Linked DNA regions of Mus musculus: region 1 is linked to region 2. The links are chromatin contacts, called in public Hi-C maps. All regions are on one chromosome and are shown on one strand. Each heading gives the region's core, a stretch centred on a gene start, on an enhancer-like site or on the middle of the called end of the contact. The rest is flanking DNA. Distances are from core to core; before and after follow the strand shown.

Evidence for each region. Hi-C and Micro-C count contacts between places; a contact is called where the count stands out from the background.
Region 1: a Hi-C map of olfactory sensory neurons shows a contact between it and region 2, with 3 times the contacts expected there. The contact joins two enhancer-like sites.

What each region holds. Positions count from the first base shown.
Region 1 is chr3:123,114,258-123,117,720 of GRCm38.p6, forward strand. Synpo2 (synaptopodin 2) reads right to left here. Exons shown (of 5, transcript NM_080451.2): 3 at 2,699-3,463; 4 at 1-369. Among named protein-coding and RNA genes, the nearest start is that of Myoz2, 81 kb to the left of the region's middle. Within about 2 kb of position 2,069, at least 48 of the 459 cell types and tissues checked have an H3K27ac peak or open chromatin away from gene starts, as enhancers often do. A contact at or near this core is called in olfactory sensory neurons, where this site is marked.
Region 2 is chr3:122,517,869-122,521,185 of GRCm38.p6, forward strand. It overlaps Bcar3 (breast cancer anti-estrogen resistance 3), which reads left to right. Exons shown (of 12, transcript NM_013867.3): 8 at 1,395-1,510. Among named protein-coding and RNA genes, the nearest start is that of Mir7657, 22 kb to the right of the region's middle. Within about 2 kb of position 1,398, at least 66 of the 459 cell types and tissues checked have an H3K27ac peak or open chromatin away from gene starts, as enhancers often do. A contact at or near this core is called in olfactory sensory neurons, where this site is marked.

The DNA of each region.
Region 1 (3,463 bases), core at 819-3,318, 600 kb after region 2:
GGTTGAGTCTCTTTTCAATGTCCACCAGTCCAGAATCCCAATCAAAGTTCACAACTTGGGTGTTGTCGTCAACGTCAGACAGCAACTCTTCATCCACTTCCGACTCACTGGTTCCAAGAAATGCAACCTCACTTATCTCGTCCTTGTCACCTGCTTCCTGGTCCTCCTCCTCCTCCTCCTCTCGCTCAAGCTCGCCAGTACCGTAACTGACTAGGGTGTACTTCCGGGCCCTCCGCCTCCGCTTCTTAAACATCAACACCCCCTTGGAGTTTGGGTTGGGAGCATCCGTTAGGAGGAGGGCGATGCTTTTGCACTTAGACTTTGCTTCTTTCACTTGCTTTTCAGATAGACTTTCACTCCTCCTGAGCCCTGGGGAAAGCACACAAATTGTACTGAATTGATGACTGCAAGGAATCATGCACAGAAATTGATTCCCAATGGGGAAAATGAATAATGAATATATAAAGACATACTATAATTGGGTACGAAATTTGGAGAGATCTAACTCATTTATTTATTTTTTCATTCATTCATCCTGCCCCGCACCCCTGTGTGTTCTGGGAGTGCACATGACCTAGGGACTACACTGCGTTTTACTTCACTTCAAATTTGCACTTATAAAACAATGATGTCTAGCACAGGACGATATCCTGTCCCATTTACTCCCATGAACACAGCGTTAGATGTGCTGACTTACATAGAAAACAGATCACCCCCCCCCCCCACCTCTAGATTATAAGCTTTAATAAAAAATAGGCTTGGAACTGCCAGTTAATAGGTTATGATCGCATTAAAGTGAAAATACTTTAGGAACCTAATACATTTTGAAAACAAGATGTACTCTGTCCTGCCATATGTAAATGTGAAATGTTAAAATTGAATATTCCAATGCAATGCATTTACATTTTTAAGTTTCTTCTTTTTTACTTTGACAACCACCTGAAATCTTTCCACTGAGCTACTGAATTAATATGAACTCATAATACTGGATAATTGACAGTACTGAGTTAATAATTAGTTGTATTTCAGAGTACTAGAACATTGTGACAGTCTAGATTGGACACTATCTACACAACTTTGTAAATTAACAGGCTCTTGCAAATATAATCCTGCTTAAGTTTCAGAAAGAATAAATGGGAACCTTGGGAAAATTTAAAAATTACATGAATTGAGGTCTTTTAAACTAGCATTGAAACTGAGGTAGCAATTGTGCCTTAAAAATAGAACTTGGCAGTCTTAAAATGGCAGAAGTTTATATTTTCATTTTATTATAAAAAGCAAATTAATGTCAAGTTAGTTTATAGAATCAACTAATTCAACCACTTGAATGAGTATGATCCAAAATAAATTTTTATCATATCCCGAGTTAAAGGAAGATATCAGAAAAATTAGATATTTCACGATTGAAATTAGTTCTTCTTGTTAAAAGTCAGACTTGGTTAATTTAACAACAACAACAACAAAATAAAATGAAATAAGAGAAACCATACAGATATTTATCTGGTGATCAAATTTATGCAGACAAAATAGTCCAAAATCTGGGCAATCTTAAATATGATTTTTTTTTGACTAGTGATGTTACAGCTTGCTATTACACTGACAGTAACAACTGCACAGTTGTCTGCTCAGGGCCACCATGTGAAATATGCACATGCCGTCATAATGCTCAGGTTTAATATGCTATATATGTGAGGTGTCTAAAGCAGGAGGAGTGGCCACCGGCACTTGCCAACAAAGCTACAAATGGCTGTGCTAAAAATAGGCACCCAAAGGACAACGGGGGCTAGAAGGCTGATGTGTGATTCCGAGGACGCAAGCTCACTGCTATTGTGTACCAGTCAGCCCGTGCATCCTCAGAGGAAATGCTCAAGTTGGTAAAATAAAGAAAAAGAATGGTGTCTATGAAAGAAAACTAATAATAATGGTACTGAAGCTACAGTTCTTGACCTCCTTCCGTTTGTGACCTTCGTCCTACAGATAGGAGAGAAGGCCAGTGGGGGGCCTTGCACTAGGCACTTTTCCTGGGGGAGAACTCTGAGCTGCCGAGCTGCCTGCCACATGGCCCTGGAGACTTGAGTCTGGAAGGTGGTGAGCGCGCTGCCACCTAGTGAGGCTTACACAACAGCAAGGATCGGATCGTGTAACTGCTGGGCATCACACTTGCCCTTGTCTGTCAAACACTTCTGCAAGCATCATCAAGCCGCAGAATGGTTTTTTTTTTTTCTTTTCCAAAATGAAGCTCTGCTTTTAATATCAGCGTGGAAACCTTGTTAAAGGCACCTCAGGAGGGGGAATTGTTATTTAAACTGAGTCCACATAGCTTCCAATCCTCTTAAAGTTTTTTTTTAACACAAAATGCCATAACATTCTTCAACAAGTAAGAGGGGTGTATTTCATATTTCTTTAACAGTTCCTGCATCTTTGGGGATAAAATGAAGTTGATGAAAAATATTTAGGCATGAAATAAAGTTTATGAAAAACATTTGAGTCTAGTATGAAGTTCAAATTTACTGCTTCTAATTTAAAAACTGGTATTTCCCCACACTATTTATATTTATTATTTTGTGCATTAGATAACCACCAAAGGTAGTAAAAGGCATGCGAAAACTCTTTTTAAAAAAGTTTATACAGTCCAGCTAGTAAAATAAACTAAAATCCCAACTCCCCTGACACCCGCCCCAACCATGGCAGGACTTACGAGCATGGCGTGCACGGTGCTTGTGTGGTCTGCTCTGATCCTTTCCCGAGCGTTGATCTTCTCCGTGCTCGGTGCCTTCTGACGAGACCGCAAAGGAGACCAGAGAAGGAGGTGCTTCTGACCGCCCTCCTTCCACGGGAGAAGCCACACACCCCCTTCCTGTCTGCAGCCTGCACTCTTCAGCCTTCAGCCTGTCAGAGCAATCTAGAATCACTTCCACCTGGGGCAGCCCTGCGCCTCCTGGGTCTCTTCCCTGGATCACTCTCAACTCTCGGCCACTGGAGGTGCTGGACGTCAGAGAAGTGTCTGCTTTCTCAGGAGCAGGGATCGAATTTATGTGGACAGTCCTCTCGAGTTGTGAGCTCCAGTCTGGGTCTGGAGACGTGGATTTGTCATTTCCCTGGAGAGTCACTATAGGGCCACTGGTGCATTGATGTCTTTCCTTTGAGAGGGACAGCTGTAGCTCAACCACATGGCCTGGCTGGCCTGCTTCTGCCTTTTGCCTTAAGATGACCTCTTCTACCAAGTGTCCTTCCTGGGAGCCAAGCATCGGGGGAGCTTGTTCTTCTTTTGGACATTCTGCATAACCCCAGGCATTGCTTTGGTCCTCAGTTAGGGGAACTTTAGTCTGGACTGGAGCAAGAAAGAAGTCTTCGCTCTGGGTCTCGGTGGCTTGCTGAATCTGCAGGGTGGTACTTTCCATGGGCCCCTCATGTGTAAGATGTTGATGGTTTGTAGTTTCTGATTCAGAATCCAAAGTCTCAC
Region 2 (3,317 bases), core at 148-2,647:
CCACCACAGGAAGCACAGAGCACCATCTGGTGCCTGCCACATGGCCAGACTTGGTTAGACCCCTGACTCCCAGGGTCACACTGCAGTATGTCAGTGAGCTAGCATGGCCTCAGTTTAGAGATACAGCTGACTCCGCTGTAACCTTTCAGTGTGCTGTAGACTAAGAAACAGTCAGGTCTGACAGCCAATTCCATTCAAATGTGGTTATGCACGTTAGAAATGAGATGGTAAAAAAGAAAAAAAAGAAAAAAAATTCACACTGTAAGAAACTGGAAGAATGAATTTAATCAATGAAGAGAAAAACAAAGAATTGGGTTGCAATGAGAGCTGGCTTGAAGGAAGAAAGATTTTCTTTCAGGGAAACCTCTATGGAGAAGCCGTGGGAGTGGTTTCCAATCACCACATATGTTTTTAATGGCTTCCAGCCGTAAGGTACACTTACTGCACCCAGGAGAGACGTAATTAAGGGCAATAGCAGCCAGCCGTGGCTGTTAAGTGAGACCATGAATGGTAAGGCTCAGAGCAGAGGGGAGCTTGGATGACACTCTGCTTTTCCCCTGAAGAGCCTGGTGGGCTACACACACACACACACACACACACAGAGCACCCCCCCCCCCCACACACACACACAGACAGCCTGAGGGGAGCTTGGATAACACTCTGCTTTTCCACTGAAGAGCCTGGTGGGCTACACACACACACACACACACACACACACACACACATGCACAGACTTCTTGTTGGCAGCAAAACGTCTTGTCAGAATTCAGCCTGTGTCAGGCCAGAGCCGACTAAATGATAAGTTCCCTGGCTGGGCTTGAATGCGTAGCAAATCTTTAGGCTGTGCAGGCCGTTTAGGAGTTCCGTCAGCCCTTTGCCCACTAAATGTGTGTGTGTGTGTGTGTGTGTGTGTGTTCTTATGTATGAGATAGCACACATATGAGGGTACATGTCCGTGTGTGGAGGTGAGAGGACAACCCCTCAGGTGTCCTGAGGACCTGGGGCTTGTCACTAGGCTGGCTCGAGAGCCCCAGGGATCCACCTATCTCTGCTCCTCAGCGCTGATGGTTAGGAGCCCACACAACCATGCCTGTCTTATTACGTGAACATTAGGAATCAAATTCCCGTTCTCATGCTCACACAGCCAGCAATGCATAGACCAAACTATTTTCCCCAGCCCCTCACTCAGTTTTATAGTTTATGATGTACATTAAGATCTTCAAATATCATATATAAGAAACATTTCGCATGCAGTCACTCAAAGAAATCCAGACACATTGCATCCTCAGCCACAGGGCTCGCAGGTACTTAGTTCTTTCTTTCCTCGCACTAAATGAACCCGGGCCAACACACTTTCTGATCTAGCGCCTTCCTCTCTCCTCGGCTCCTGACAGGTTGCTAGGATACTCGAAGTCTCTGAAGACAGGAAGAGGAGCATGGGTGTGAGCTCTGGGTTGGAGCTCATTACTTTACCTCATGGACGGCAGCTGCGCCTGGACATCATCGAGAGGTGAGCTTGCTGTCTCTGCGTCCCGTGCAGCAGGATAGGGGTGGGGATCGGGGGAGGAGGGAGAGGAGCAGCATCTGACTGTGACTCTCCCTCAAGCCTGAGCTATGTCTGGGACATCACACCTCCCTTGCCCCATTCCTGAACAGTGGCTGGAGGGTGGCCTCCTTTGAAGCCCTGGCTGGCGTGGCTGCAGCCAGAACGCTGCACCTCCTGCTGCCTTCCTCCCCTCAGGAGCATCTCCCGGTGTCTCTGAGCTTAAGACCTCCCGAAGAATTAGGATCTGGAAAGACTGAGGAGAACGGGTTCTGACCTCTTTCTTTAAGGGATGCTCCAGAGGACTGGGGTTCCCCAGGCTGTGAAACCACACTGCCATTTTCCAGAAACAGCAGCCCCTGGGTACTTAGTGTCTTTCCTTGTCGCAGCACTAAATCACCCTGGCAAGAGCATCCCAAGAAAGGGTTTATCTCAGTTCACAGCCCCTCATGGTGGGGAAGCCAAGACAGCAGGAACGTGAAGGATGTGGTCATGCTGTGTCCTCGGTCAGGAATGCAAGCTTTTGCCCCATGCCCTTAGCAGGGTCCCAGCTGGGGAGCGCTGCTGCCTACAGGGCCCTGTCTTCCTACCTCAGCTAATAAAGCCCCCAGGGGCCCATGTACTGGCAGATTCTAGATTCTCTCACCACCACACTAGGTGTTCATTAAAACACACGGGCATCTGTAACCTCAGGACTTGGGGGCTGGAGCAGGATGACTAAGTCCAGCCCAGGCTATAAATAAAGCCTTTTCACAAACAATAAACAAACCATGAAGCAAAGCCAAAGCATGCCCTTGAACATGGATCTTTAGAGATGAGACACACTTTTAACACAAGAAACACAAGACTTGATTTTCATATTAAAATAAAAGCTGGCCTCTCTTTCCCTCTCTCTCCCTCCCTCCCTCCCTCCCTCTGTCCCTCTCCCTTTCCCTCTCATTCTCACTAGTGTGCAAATTATCTCCCGGTCACCCTGACTGTTTTAGCTTCCAATATTGTTGGGTACAGCCCTGGCCAGTTGAGTTTTCTATGGTGCAGGAATGTGCTCAAACCACTGACTGTTGTGGCTACTGTATGTGGGTGGCAGAGGCAATGAAGAGAGGAAACATTTTAAATTTAAGTGTTAATACCCACTTGTGCAAGCAGCTGTTGGCCTCTGGGAATAAAGGCTGCATTCCACACAACTTTACAAATCTGAGTGTGGGGTGGCATGTCTGTAACTCCAGCACTGGTAAAGCCGCGGGAAGGAGGATCATAATTTCCAGGCCAGCCTGTCATATACAGGGAGTCTGTGTCATATATATAGGGAGTTTATGTCATATATACAGGGAGTGTATGCCATATATACAGGGAGTATATGTCATATATACAGGGAATATATGTCATACATGCAGGGAGTCCAGCCTAGGCTACATATGGAGACATAGTCATAACAAATAAAAACACAAAACAAATGGCTTTGAGGGAGTGAGGCGGAGGCTGGGGGGTGGCCAGAGGGAGGACAGATGTGTTAGAAAATGAACCCCCCAACTTTGTTCAGGCAAGCTTTGGGGAATTTCATGTCTGACTTCTGAGCCACCTGCTCTTCCTGACAAGACTTCTCACTTCAGCCTCCTCCCCTGTGGTTGTCTGGGTGGAGTGGTCACCCTCACTTCCTCATTCCGAGTAGATGCAGTGCAGTCTGGGATCTCCAGACACCTTTTCTTCCTGGCACCTAGAGGTGCGCTGGGGCCTGAGCTCTGGGCCTAAGCCCTGGCCAGCCTCTCTCTTGCTT